2 separate regions of the Mus musculus genome follow, and region 1 is linked to region 2. Evidence: chromatin contacts called from public ChIA-PET data. All regions are on one chromosome and are shown on one strand. The core of a region is the stretch at or near the end of the contact, and the rest is flanking DNA. Distances in the headings are between cores, read along the strand shown.

Region 1 (6,695 bases), core at 28-2,527, 63 kb after region 2:
AGTGCTTTCCCAAGGAAATTAATCCTTTTAGCACAGTCAAAGCGATGGTAAACCAAGCAGCAGAGCTAATAGGTACATTCAGTCGAGCTTGTCTCCTACCTACATCGTCTTCATCATCATCATCATCTTCCGTGTTAAGAGAGCCGTCTATGAGGGTAAAAGGGAAAATAAGAAGCATAAAGAAAAATGTTGAGTGGAAACATACAATGCATTCTCAGAACGTCTCACAGACGCTACAGTGTATGCAAACAGAGCCATCTCCTGCAAGAGTAAAGCGATGTGCCTGAGGAGGTGGAGGATTTTCAGTGGAGAGGAAGGAAGCCAAAGCTATTTCATGGCAGATACATGGGGAAAGCAAAGGTGTTAATTAAGCCAGTCTTGCTTTAGCCTAACAACACTCACCTATGTTTGGGACTGTGGTACTCCTAATACCACGAAGGTTCTTCCTGGGATGGACGAGATTTGAAAACTATTGAAAGGCACAAAATTCAACCAAGGTTAGGAAGCAGGACATCAAGCAAGAAGCATGGCGCTATCCTACAGCAAGGGGAGGGAAGACCACCTCAAACTGCTTCCTTTGCAATGTTAAGGGTTAATGATTTCATTATAAGAATCTGTGTAATTGTATGAATTCTCATATAATAGAATGGGGGCTTCCATAGTCTCTCTTTATAAGGGCTCTTAGTTTGAATATGGGCAGCATCTGGGTGATGGGTGGTTTACAACTACAAGGGGAAGGTGGCTATGAAGATGAGAAGCCTGCTAAATGGTCAAAACCAGGATAGGAGAAAACTCAGTACAGATAGGACTAGCAGCTGCGCACTCTCTCTGTATTTCCTGAGGGGGTCTCTGCCCTTTCAAATCAAAGGTCGGTCCTTTCTGGGAGTCTCCTTTTCTGTGGCCTTTCCAGCCCAGCCCCCCATCACTTGACACCCCCCATCACTTGACACCCCGCTCTAAACGCCGGCCGGGCGCTCCCCTTCCCAGGGGACTTCCCTCGGGAGTCCCTGTTCTAGCCCCCGCCCCTGGGCCCTCCCCTGCTCAGCGGCAGTTACGTGGCTGTTCAGCCGCTCGCTCTCCGCCGCCCCGGCGTCGCCTCCCCAAAGTAACGACGCCATAGCTGCGGTCTCCGCTCTCGCCCCTGGCACGTGCTGCCACCCCCGCGCGGGGCAGCGCCGGCTCGGCTCAGTGGCCAATGGTCAGGCTCCGGGACCGGCGTCCGCCTCGCGACCACCCGTGGCGCGGCGCAGTGCGCAGGCGCGGGCCCGGCGCGGGGCGGGCGGAGGGAGAGAGGTGCGGGGCGCAGCTGTGCGGGACACCCGCGAGCTTTCCGTTTGACCAGCCGGCCATCCGCACAGCAGAGAGAAAGTGGGCACGGAGGCGGTACACACACCGCGCTGCAGGCTCTCGTGCGGGTATCTCTCCCGACAGCCCCGCTTGGGCATCACCAGGTGTGAGGTTGCACAGTGGAGGGAGAGATGGGCTTGACCAGAGGTTCAGAAGGAAAACAGAACTCAAGTGCGGACATGTGTCCAGGATACCTGTGATGTGCCCACATACACGCATATTTTAATTTTTATTCTAAGGAGGGGTCTCCTTTTAAAGCAATCTGGACCACCACTATCTATATCTATGACATGTATTGCACAGCTCTGGGGTAGCTCTTTGGTCCAACCTTATGCTAAGTTTGGACCAAAGAACCAGGATTTTCAGTTTTCTGACTGGAATTTTAAGACTTGGGGCAACATTTCTATAATTGTCAAAAGCAGAAACTCAAAACTGGAGCCATGATCTCTCCGTGGTGCTGAAGCAGAATTCCTTGGCCCTGTTCTGTCGCAATCTTTCAGTGTTTTCAGGTCAAAGCATTTCCCTTTAACCCTTACATTTACATTCTAGTAGTAAATGTTTCGACTCTCAAGGTTAAATTTCTGTTAATTAAACGATGTTGGGACAGGATCTTCAATCTCTTAGTTTTCATATAGGATAGCCAGCATTTGAAAATCTTTTTTTCTCATTTTAGACCAGACTATATTTCTCGTATTGGCTTGCGGTAAAGAGGAAGCTGCATCAGAAACCTGCGCATGCGGTGGGCTTCGGCTAAAAGCCCACACCGTGCCTTCCGAACTACATTTCCCAGAACCGTCGGCGCACGCTTGGTGAAGCCGCGCATGCTTACTGAAGACGGAAAGCCATAGCTTCCGGCTAGCCGCATGGCCGCCTACTGAGGACCGGAAGGTGAGTTAAACTCTGAGTTGGGCATCTTTGAGTTCTAGAGAGGAATGAACAGATGGAGGCTGAACTGCTACCTTCTGCCCTGGTATTTAAGTGTTTAAGAAGGCCTTGGTGTATGAAATGGGACTTAGGACAACGCATATCGTGTCGTGCCTGGAACTTCTAGCAGCTAGGAAATCCCATCGGCGGGGCTTAGAGTCTGTAACTAGTTTAGAGGGCCTCTACTACATCAAAATTGCTCAAATATGAACAGTGGAAGCCCATTAATTATGCTATGGAAGGAAGGGGTGGCGGGAAACTTTGGGTTTTGTTTTACACAATTCTTTTCAGAGTTGATTAATGGTCGTAGCGCGTCTCAAACCCTTTATTACAAAGGAAATGTGTACCCTCGCCATATACATTTAAACATTTAAAGAAGTTTCGTACATTTAGGGCGTGCTATTTTAGGGTGAAAGCTTGGTGCGCCCAGGAATTCCCTTTGTGGGTATTTGGTTACCCCCACACTGTATCTGCCAACCTTCTGAATTTCACTTATAAACCTAGTGTGCTGGAGCAAACAGTACTGGGCCAAGAGTCTTGGGAGTCATGACTTTAAAAATAATCTGCCTGGTGACTGGATTTACCTAGCCCAATTCATGCTTATAGGGATACTTAGTCAACTGGAACACTTGAAAAACCTTTTGATTTTTGTTATTTGAACTTTGAAGTCCCCACTCAAATGTTTTGAAAAGCTGATAGACTTTTAATCCTGCACCTAAGACTTGAGTTTTAACTATTCCCCGTGCTCTACATGTACGACAAATCTGGCTGTTTGATTTACAACATATTTGTACCACTTACTATGTATTCCCAGGCATTTGTGGCATAGTTCTGGCTCTGATACACCACTGAGTTTGCAGTTTTTACTTTCGTGGAGTGAGTGTACTAAGTCGAGTCCCGATTATTTTTCTTCTTGATGTGTCTAGCAATGGGTGGAACTGGGTAAATGTATTCTATCGATAGCATTAAATGGTAAGAAAATGTTTTAGCAGCTAGTAATTGCCAGTGCTGATCATGGTTCAGTGTTTTTCCTTCTTGAACAAGCACTCTGCTTTCAGGCCTAAGTTTAGTGCTTGAAATAGAAAACGGATTTTTAGCTACTCCTTACTGGACTCTCAAGATCTATGCCCAGTCTAGTTCATTTTTGTATCTGTCTTCATGTCAGGCTGTGTACAAACAAAACCTTTTTTGGATCAGAGGGAGAATCACAGCCTAGATCTAAGGTCTTCTTATATTGGGAAGTATTTAAAACAAGGTTCAAACTCCTCATTTTCCAAAATTCTTTAATAGATTAGCTTAATCCTAAAAAAAGAAAAAAAAAAAAAAAAAAAAACAAAACCCAAAAAACAAACCACAGTTTACAAGTTGTTTCAAAATGGCACTTACTTTGACAAAATCCAAATTCCAGTAGTTTTCCACCCCCCTCACAATTGCTGTATTTGAGAATTAGAAATTCAAGTGGTGTATTATATCTATGTGACATACCAACAACCCTCGGAAGAACCAGTGAAGTCCTTATTCTGTGTTCTGCCTGCTTTTCAAGGCAATTATATTTGAAGGAGAGATAAAGAACTAGGTTATCCTAACTCTTTTGGTAGGAGAGACATGTTTTTTAAAGACTTAAGAAGGAGAAAGCGGGAAGGGAAGCTTCTTGGGCATGACACCATTTGCAAGGTCACAACGCACACCCCACCGAAGGGCAGATCTTTTCTTCTCAGTTGGCACCAGGTAATTGTTTGGAACATACACATGTTGAGGCTTGGACGGAGGTTCTGTTCGGGAAAGCATTTGCCCTCGGACACTCCAGCGTAACTCCTTTCTATGATCTTCACCAGGAAACCGCATTGAATCCCAGTCTCTTTTGTACTCAAAATATCTGGCTACTCGGTCTATCTTGCCCCGGTTTCGGCTTAACTGATCCAGTCTGGGGAGAATAAAGGACTTGGGTCTGCTGGCAACAATCAAGTCTTGTTCATAAACAGGAGGGTCCATTTCTTCTCTTTGTAGATAGCAAATGAGCTGATCTTCTTGTGAAATTCCTTGGTATTCACATGGTAGGTTAAATTTTTGTGAAGTGACAACTGGGGATTCTGTACCTTCTTGGAACTGTAAGTTCATGAACCTGTGTCTCAAGTCCCAGAGACCCAAATCACTTTCTGTTCCAGATTCACATTCACTGATAACAGACTCATCTGTCACTAGCACTTCCCCGTCTGGCTTTCTTCGCAGCACCTTCCTCTTCATCACTGGTTTTCTGCATTTTTGGGAAGTCTCTGACACCGTGGATGAAGTGACACGGCTTGCTGTATGTGGGAAGTGCAGGTGCATAGGAAGAGCCGGTCTCTTTCCTGGGGTTACTGAGGCTTTACTGTAGGGATCATACTGGCCAGCCTGGGCTTCTCTCCGTGAATCTCCTTCACCCTGCCCTGCACAGATCCGTGTAAATGCTGTAGCAGCAGCTAACATTCGTTCTTCAGGATCCATATTGGCCCATTTTTGTCCACCAGGTCCTATCAGTTGCTTCATTGCTTCCGGTACACTATAAGCTTGTCTGTAAGAGATAATATTGGTCAGTTTTCTACCTAATTGCTTGTGCTTGTCTTGATCTTAGTTGAATGGAAAATGGCAAATAGCTGTGGTAGAGATATATCTATTTCTTACACTCATTTCTACTCATTTCTTACACCTTCTATTGCCTTATCACACATTTAGTGGTTTCTATGATTGAGTTCTGCATGTAAAGCTTGAGACTACATTTAATGGATGGATCATGATGCTTGGTGAACATTATATAATATGCTTAGAGAATGCTTTATTTATTTGGCCTTACTCTCAGGTGTTTTATTAATCTGTGTAATCCTTATATTTTAGGCTTAGTTCCTTTTCACAGGAAGCTCCAAGAAGTTAACTTTCCAAAAGGTATATAGCTAGTAAATAGCAGAGCTGGAATTGTAGCTCAGGCAGTCTGAATTACACTTAGTTCTTGCTTTTATTCCTAAGTGATACAACCCGAACATCAAAAGACTAGCATTATGAGGTATATACATGCACACAACACACATCAGAATGCATATACTCCAAGATAAATCTGTTCTAATAAAAATAACTTGAATATACATTATCTTCAACACCCAGGGGTTGATTTCCTGAGTAGATTTAAGGTAGTAATCTATTGCCTGCTACTTTGTTTCATTTTTCTCTTGAAATTGAAAAATCATACATAATTTTAAGCATGGATTTCCCCTCTCTGAAATTTCCCTAGAAGGCAATTTCTTAGCAGTTTTCTAGAACTTTTCACATTCAGACTAATGTTTCCCCCCACTATAAAGCAGAATGGTGTAAAGCCTCTGAACTTTTTAAATTAAAAAGAGTTGTGGTGATTCAGCTGTCAGTACAGAAAAACTTACTTCACTGTTTTGTCCCTTATTGACATAATCTAGACTTATAATCAATCACTTGTTGAAAATTAATGTATCTTGTAAACTCTTATATACTTGTACAAGCATGTAGCACAGGTCAAATTTCCAGCATGGAATTACCACTAAAGCTTTTCGCCCCTCCCCCACTGTGATGTACCATCACACTTTCTCATCCCTTATAGAGTGTTCCATTATTAACTGTCCTCATATACTTGAACAGATTTTCATAAGCTTTTTCTCCTTTTGTATGAAATAGCTGGTCTTTGCTCATTTATATTTTATTGATCTTTATATTAAAAGTGATTATTTTACATACTAAATTATATACAAGTTCTAAGTGTGAAATCAAATCTAGGTCTGGCATGTAAGTCAGGAAGGTGTTCTGCCACTGTGCTACATACCCAAGTTTTGTTTGCTGTTAACTTTTTAACGTCTGTTCTTGCTAGCCTAATATATTTTTTAGGTAGTCACTTTTCTTTCTCCTACAGTTCTTGGGTTTAATAGTGTTTTACTTAGACATTTCTTTCCCCTAAGAACATAGCTTAGTGACAAGAATGATCGTCTAGCCTACAGGAGGCTGTAAGAGTTCCTAGTATTGCTGTTCCTAAAAACTTTCTCAGATGATTTAATAATATAAGAAAAGGCTGCCTTTAATCCCAGTTGGGAGCCAGAGGCAGGTGGATCTCTGAATTCAAGGTCAGCGTGGTCTACAGATCTAGTTTCAGGTTAACCAGGGCTACACAGAGAAACCCTGTCTTGAAAAACCAAAAGGGCATTTTCCTGTCTTCTAGTAATTTTAGTTTGACTTACAAGATTTAAATGTTTAACCTTATAAACTCCAAGGATTAAAATGGAACTTTCAGACATAGCCGTAGAACAGATGTAGAAATAAATAAATAACCACCACGTAAGTAACCATGGTCACAGATTAATTAGGACCACACCTCAGTGTTGAGACTGTCATCATTACCCTTCGGTTACTGAAATGCAGCAGAAATTTCACAT
Region 2 (7,058 bases), core at 3,468-5,967:
TAGGTGGATCAGAGTTATGAAAAGAAGTTTCTGGTCTTGGTTTGCTTAGGTTCTGGCTTTTGTTACAAGATAAATGAAATGGAAAGTCTTCTAGCAAGAGCAATAGCCTGAACTGTTCTAACCTCGAAGGCCTGCTTGAGGTTTTGGGTGCACTGAGCTAACGCCACCCCTGCCCCCTTCAAATTCAGCTCTGCTGTTTCTCTTCAGAAAGCAGAGCCCTGAATCTAAGGCCAGCCAGTCTGTAACTTCCTGTTTGCCATTCTGTATGTCAAGTGAACATTTTACAATGAGGTATGTGTTAATCTGGGCATTTTCTTTAATTGCTGAGCATTCTCCGCCAAAAGCAACATGGGAATATTAATATTCCCTCTAAGTCATTGCTGGCTGAGAGTCTACTCCATCTGGAAAGACATGACGTTTTAAAACAGTGCAGTCAAGTGAACAGACCCAATCGAAATAATTACAGGAAAACGAAGATGGGTTGATTTTGTGACATCATTCAAACAAACTTTACACCCTGTCTCTCTAACGGGCATCACATAAGCTTTTTCCATGACTGTTAGAAAAGAAAACATAAGTGGGCGCTTACGATGTATAATATGTTTTAAGGCATAAATTTGAAATACTAAAAGGAAGTGACTAACCTCCCTCCATTTAGTTGCTTTTTCCAACACAGAGGCACCTGGAAGAATGTAGCAGTTCAGCTGTAGGGGTATAGTGTAACATCGTGTGGGGCTCACTTGTGAATAAGTAGTATCCATTACATTGCTCAGGCAGTGTGTGACAACAAACCATGGACTCACTTGTTATTGACACGTGTCTGTGATTATTTGGCACATGGTCTCTGGCTTCTTCAGCTCCTTCTTTTCTTTCTTTTCAAATGTTGTCCTGACCAGAGTGGAGGAGTGTACACAGCCGTCCCTCAGATGGACCCACTGGAATGCATTAATTGTCGGAATTGCCGGAACAACAATAGGTATGTTCGTGTGTGCCCAGCCACAGTGCCGTGACCCATGCATTCTGTGCTGCTGCCTCGACGGTTTCCTAAACTTACCCTCTGACACAAAGCTCCACCACCCTCGGTGTAAGACTGTTAATGTTGTTCTTTCCTGCTCTATAATTGTCATCTTTCTGTGCCTCGGTTTCTTCAGACATGTAGTAACAATTTCTGAAGCTTTCTTTCTTCACACAGCATTGTTGAAGGGCAGGGTTCTTCTCTATATAAAGTTTTTGTCTTTTCCCATTTCTTATTTTCATGACTGTGCTGGGATGAGGATAAATGCAGTTGATCATGTTCAAACAGTAAGCAAAACAAAACAAAACAAAACCATCTCTTATCTATACCATAGTTTTTCCCCATAATAGTGATTTTCCTACTAGATTATGTTCCTCTTTCTTTCTTTCTTTCTTTCTTTCTTTCTTTCTTTCTTTCTTTCTTTCTTTCTTTCTTTCTTTCTTTCTTTCTTTCCTTCCTTCCTTCCTTCCTTCCTTCCTTCCTTCCTTCCTTCCTTCCTTCTTTCTTTCTTTCTTTCTTTCTTTCTTTCTTTCTTTCCTCCCTCTCCCTCCCTCCCTCCCTTCCCTCCCTCCCTCCCTCCCTCTCTCTCTCTCTCTCTCTCTCTCTCTCTTTCTTTCTTTCTTTCTTTTTCTTTCTTTCTTTCTCCTTTAATTCTTAAAATCTTAAGATACCTAAGAATTTTTACTTGGAGCATGGTGGTGTATGCCCTTAGTCCCAGTACTTAGCAGACATAGGCAGGTGATCTCTGTGAGGTTAAGGCTAGCCTGGTCTACTGAGTGAGTCTAGGGCACTCAGGCTACATAGAGAGACCCTATCTCAAAACAAAAACCACAACAAAATTGTGTGTCTCTGTGTGTGTGTGTGTGTGTGTGTGTGTGTGTGTGTGTGTGCTCATGGGTATGGATACACATGTGTGCATGTGGAACTTAAAAGCAACAGAAAATAGGCATGGTGACACATGTCTATAGTCTCAGTAACCTGTAGTTTCAAATTTTGGGAGCTGTGATCAGGAGAATTACAAATTCAAGACCAGTCTGGGATGCATAGTAAGACCCTGTCTCAAACACAAGCAAATGAAAATTTACCAGCTTTGACACACTGAATAGCAGAAAGCTTTAATAGTATTTCCTATAGCAGATATTTGGATAAGAATCTTGATTTTTAAAAAATAAAAATAAAAAAAGCTGGGCCTAATAGTGTAAGCCTGTAATCCCAGCTACTTGGGAGTCTGAGGCTGGAAGTTCTATGTTCAAGGCCAGCATGGTGTGGGGGTGCGGACTCTAAGCTCTTTCATATACTTCTGTACATATCAATTCCAAAGGACTGTTGAAGTTGCATAAGAAATCTTAGTTCTTTTCCGTAATGATGATATTGAATTACATAGTTCTAAAAACCCATCCCACTGCTGAAATCCTTTAACTTGAAAGCTTAGTCCATAAGAAAGCTGAGGGTGGCTTGACATTTGGATCATATATTATCCAGAGGGGTTCAATCTGTAGCTTTTAAATGAAGGAAGAGTTAAGTGTTATCGCTGGGAGTTAGTGACGTCAGAAGGATCTAGCCAGTCATGCAGTCTAAAGCTCGTCCTTTCAAGGCAGGCAAGCTGAGCGGGCTGGAATGAAAGCAAGCCTGGGCTATGCACGGAGACCTGTCTCAGAAAACAAAGAACACATTGTTTTAGAAATTCTCAGAACAGAGCAGTAAATCATTGCTACTTTTTGTTATTGACTTACCATGTAAAGGCTTATATATTAGCAATTGCTGGCTGGCTATTTTGTGTACTAAGAGTATTTTAGTTCTGTGACACTCATTTTGAAAATGTTCATATATCAAAGCTGCAGCTTTGTTCAGAGCTGTCACAGGTCGTTAAGAAACGTGTGAAATAACTTGTAAACCTAGGTGTGGTGACTCTTGCGAGTAAATCCGTACTTGAGACTCTGAGATGATCAGATTGCCATGGGTCAACTTAAGTTACCTAGCAAGATCTTTTTTGGAAAAACCACAGGGAGGAAGTTCATGAAGCTGGCTCACATACTTGGTGGTAATCAGGTGGTTTAATGAAACAGTGGTAGGCAGAGGTTTTGTGTCTTGAGTTGTCCTTTGTGGTTCTTCTGGTAGTCACAGACCTCAGCTCTCCTTACAAATTAGAGTCTTGTAATTTGGTCTAAGAATAAGTAGTCCTGTGTTTTGTCACTGCTTCAACTTGTAATCTTGGGAAATGTACACGGGATCTCAGAGTTAGCATCCTCATCTGAACAGCGAAGGTGTGTTTCAAGTATTGGAAGACTGATCACAGTACAATATAAAATTTCATAAAATATCTTTATGATGAGATTCCGTCTCAGCATCCAAAATAGATCATGTTTCTTTAAGAGAACTTAAATGACCGCTGGCAGCTTCGGTTTGGCCATTTGTATGCACATCTGTGTAGAATCCGGTGGTTTTATTATAAATTGTAATTGTATTTCTTTGGTTTTGAGGTTAGTAACTTCCTGAATTTCAAGTTTGTTTCACTGCTATCTGGAAACAGGTGAATTCTCTTCAGCTGTGTTTTTCTCTAGCTTAATGTTCTTCCTGGATGAAGGAACACACATAGACACACAGAGAGACATATATACACATGCACACACATACAGATACACACAGGGACAGACAGATACACACACACAAACACACATGGAGTAGTATTAATGAGTAGCTACCATCCTCTCCCAGAAACTAGAATTCTTTAAATTCCCATTTCCAACGCTGTGATTGACATTGTGATTGAGAATGGATATCTGGTCTGTCAGCCTAACACTTCTGTGACAGACACCTAAGAGGAACAGTTTTAAAGAAGGAAAGGAGACAAGCCTTGCAGCACAGACCTGCGGCAGGAGGATTTTAAGTTTAAGCCTGCCTGAACTACAGAGTGAGTTCAAGGCCAGGTTGGACAATGTCATGATACTTTGTCTTAGAAATAAAAATTTAAAAAACCCCAAAGGGCTGGGGACAAAACTCAGTGGTGGGTCACTTGCCTGCTGTGTGCAAAGCTCTGAGTTAAATCCACAATAGCCCCGCAAAGTGGGGAAATGTATCTCCCGGCTCACAGTCTCAGGACAGTATTTCTGTCACTTGACACCATTGCTCCTGGGCTCTGATGGCCGCCGGAGGTCATGAGGGAGCTAAGCAGCTCATGCCATAGTGAACCAAGCCATCCAGATCCACTGAGGCTTAGTCAAAGACTGTAAGCAGCTGGACAGCTAGAACTATGCCTTCAAGAACACAGTAGGCACAGTGTAGAAGGTAAGTGAGAGGCATTGTGGGTATGAGATTTTATAAATAAGACACTGTGGAAGAAGCTGGGCAAAGGGTCACCTGGTGCAAGCATCTCACTAGGAGACAGCATAGGAGACAGAAAACTAGGACACAACATGCCCCTTGCCCTGCTGGTGCTGTTTGAGATGATTCGGGGGTTAGCCCTGGAATTTTCTTTGTTATTCCATGGGTGCCTAAGAACAGGGCAGGGCTTCCTTAGAATCTTTCTGTATCGTCTTGCCTGCCCTGTAATTTGCTCCTCCACTTCCTCTGTCTTCTCAGGTTTAAAACCCAAATTGTGTTTCTTAGAGTTAAGAAACCAATTGTTGTTCAGCCCTGATGAATCCCTTTTCTCATCGCTCTGTTTTAGCAGTAACTCAGGATACTGAGGTTAACTCTAATGACGGAAGTGGAGTACTGTTATGAAAAGACTGGGGACAGACAGGATGTGGTGACACACATCTTTAATCCCAGCACTCAGGACACAGAGGCAGGAGGGATCTCTGTGAGTTTGAAGCCAGTCTGGTCTGCAGAGTGAGTTCCAGGACAACCAGGACTATGTTGAGACAGCTAGACCCAAACAAACAAATGAACAAACAAGCAGCAATAACAACAAAAAAATCCTGAACAAGCAAGATGAACAGCATGTCCAGCAGTCTAGGGGGAATTGTTACCTCCCAGGGCAGCCTAGGGTATGTAAATGACTATCAGGCTTCCTGTGTTCTCTTCTCAGGGTTTTAGTAGCCTGTAGAAAGAGTCCTGTGTAATGCAGCCCTCCAGGGAGCCAGTCCCCTCCACTGAGAATGTAGTTGAGAAACCACTGTGCTGGTCAGCACCCCCTCCACTAAAGACATAATTGAGAAAACGTTGTGCTGTTTGACATTTCAAGAGTTAAACAGCTTGTAATCAAATAAATCAAATCCTTTCTGTCTTTCTCTTCTCCTCAATTCAGACAAAACAGTACAGTTCTGGATATGCAATCAAATGTGGTTTGTTAGCTGCTTGGCTAGTCTAATGGGAAGGAATTGACGTTAAATTGGGTCTATTTGCCATCAGTCTTGGTAATTTGTAAGAGAAGGTAGAGAAGACACTGATGAAATTCACAGATGAGTGAATGGAGGTCCCATCAGGAAAGAATGAGAGATTAACTTTAAGGGTCCTAGGGAGACTGGAAATGGGCAGGAAGTCAAAATCAGCGTGGAAAAATATCTATAGTTCATCTGGGAAAAGAAGTCCAGGCCGAATGGCTGGTAATCAAGAGAAAGAAAGCCACTGGGGGTGGTGCCTAGAAAATCAGATATTACAGATGGCTGCCAAGGTTTTGTGTAGTGATAATCCTAAATGTCTGTATGTTCTCGGTCTGTGAGTGCCCTTCCATGGCTCATGTCAGATGTGCTCAGATGAAAATGGGATGCAGAGATGAAGCGAGGATATTAAGTTATAATAGGAGTCTCCAGAGAGGGTTTGATGGACCCAGGTGGTTGTTAATTGTCTAGCATACTTAAACTTCTCCTCTGCACAGGCTATTTTTTCTTAACCCAATCCTTCTCTTATTTCTGATCACTTAGCAACTTCAGAACTAACTATTCATAGTGCCAACGGAAGAAAGCACAAAGTCCAAGGTTTGGCTTTTCTTTCACCTATGGTGATCTGTCTTCTTTGAGGAGATGGAGTTACAGGCAGTTGTGAGCCTTCTGATTTGATGCTGGGAATTATATAGCAGCAATGCTTTGTTTGGTTTTGGTTTGGAGTTTTATAAAATGTGTGTGTGTTTATGTTTATTTTTGGGGTTTTTTTTTCTTTTTTGTTGTTTTCTTGGTTTTTTGTTTTGTTTTAGCAGCAATGTTTATAATCTCTGATACATCTCTAACTGTTCAATACCATCATTTTTGGAAAGGTTATATGTCACACACACACACACACACACACACACACACACACCCAATTCACTTCTTATTTCTAACATAGAGACTGGGGCCTGTTATCATGGAGTATTGCTTTTGGTCTTTAAGTTATAAACTGTTTGTAGGCCTGTTTGCCTTGTTCATTAATGTAATCTATCATTTATTGTCTCTCAGAACTTACTGCCACCTTTTGTGAAAAGTAACTGATAAATTAATTTCTAAAGGAAAGTCCCACCGAGATGCTGGGCTCATCACAGAGTCCAACTGTGTAGACAGTGAGAAAGATCATGGTCATGGAGGAGGGTCATGAGGGTTCTGTTGTACAGAAATGTATCTGCTCCCACAATCAAGGAGTAGAACAGCCAATAAGAGAGCTAGCAGTGACCAGAGGAAACAGCGGAGATGAACTATGAGTTGTGTGAACTGCAAAGTGCATTCTAAAAATCTTAAGGAATGCGCTGTTCTTTCTTACTCTGTGGAGATTTGTTCTCTTAATTTACATATTCACCGATATTCTGGCTATTGCCTTAGAAACTGTCTGAGAGCATTATCAGCAACAGACTCGGTTCTTCATGCTGCCCCTGATCACATTCAGAAGAGGGCTCATATCCCTCTCTGGACCATGTGCTTTTATCTCCACATGCCCAGCCCGAGTCCAAGCTGTTTTTCTACTGACAAAGACATCTGGAAGTATACTAACAGGGAGGCCATGCAATTGCTTGCGTTTGGTTAGCTAAGTGGTTAATTGCAGATTCTGAGTTAAGATTCAATGTACTAGAAAATTTTAAATCATTGTGGTTTATCATGGTGAAATCTGGGTCATAGCTACTTTACAAATGTAA

The links. ChIA-PET counts read pairs in DNA pulled down with a chosen protein or histone mark.
Region 1: an RNA polymerase II ChIA-PET map of memory CD8 T cells shows a contact between it and region 2, with 27 read pairs. The contact joins the promoter of Pus3 here to the enhancer-like site in region 2. A contact is called at or near these places in 1 of 39 promoter capture datasets (macrophages), 1 of 484 Hi-C or Micro-C datasets (cerebral cortex), 3 of 115 datasets of contacts at active chromatin or transcription factors (effector CD8 T cells, embryonic stem cells and memory CD8 T cells) and 3 of 9 other capture datasets (adipose tissue, embryonic stem cells and pancreatic islet).

Annotation. Positions count from the first base shown.
Region 1 is chr9:35,557,283-35,563,977 of GRCm38.p6, forward strand. Pus3 (pseudouridine synthase 3) reads left to right here and starts at 1,278. Exons shown (of 5, transcript NM_023292.5): 1 at 1,278-1,451; 2 at 2,021-2,235. Ddx25 (DEAD box helicase 25) reads right to left here and starts at 1,188. Exons shown (of 12, transcript NM_013932.4): 1 at 1,056-1,188; 2 at 403-469; 3 at 100-147. The coding sequence starts at 1,118. It overlaps Hyls1 (HYLS1, centriolar and ciliogenesis associated), which reads right to left. Exons shown (of 4, transcript NM_029762.1): 4 at 3,539-4,822. The coding sequence ends at 3,892.
Region 2 is chr9:35,490,949-35,498,006 of GRCm38.p6, forward strand. It overlaps Cdon (cell adhesion molecule-related/down-regulated by oncogenes), which reads left to right. Exons shown (of 19, transcript NM_021339.2): 17 at 897-976. Among named protein-coding and RNA genes, the nearest start is that of Gm1113, 24 kb to the right of the region's middle. Within about 2 kb of position 4,718, at least 46 of the 459 cell types and tissues checked have an H3K27ac peak or open chromatin away from gene starts, as enhancers often do. A contact at or near this core is called in effector CD8 T cells and memory CD8 T cells, where this site is marked.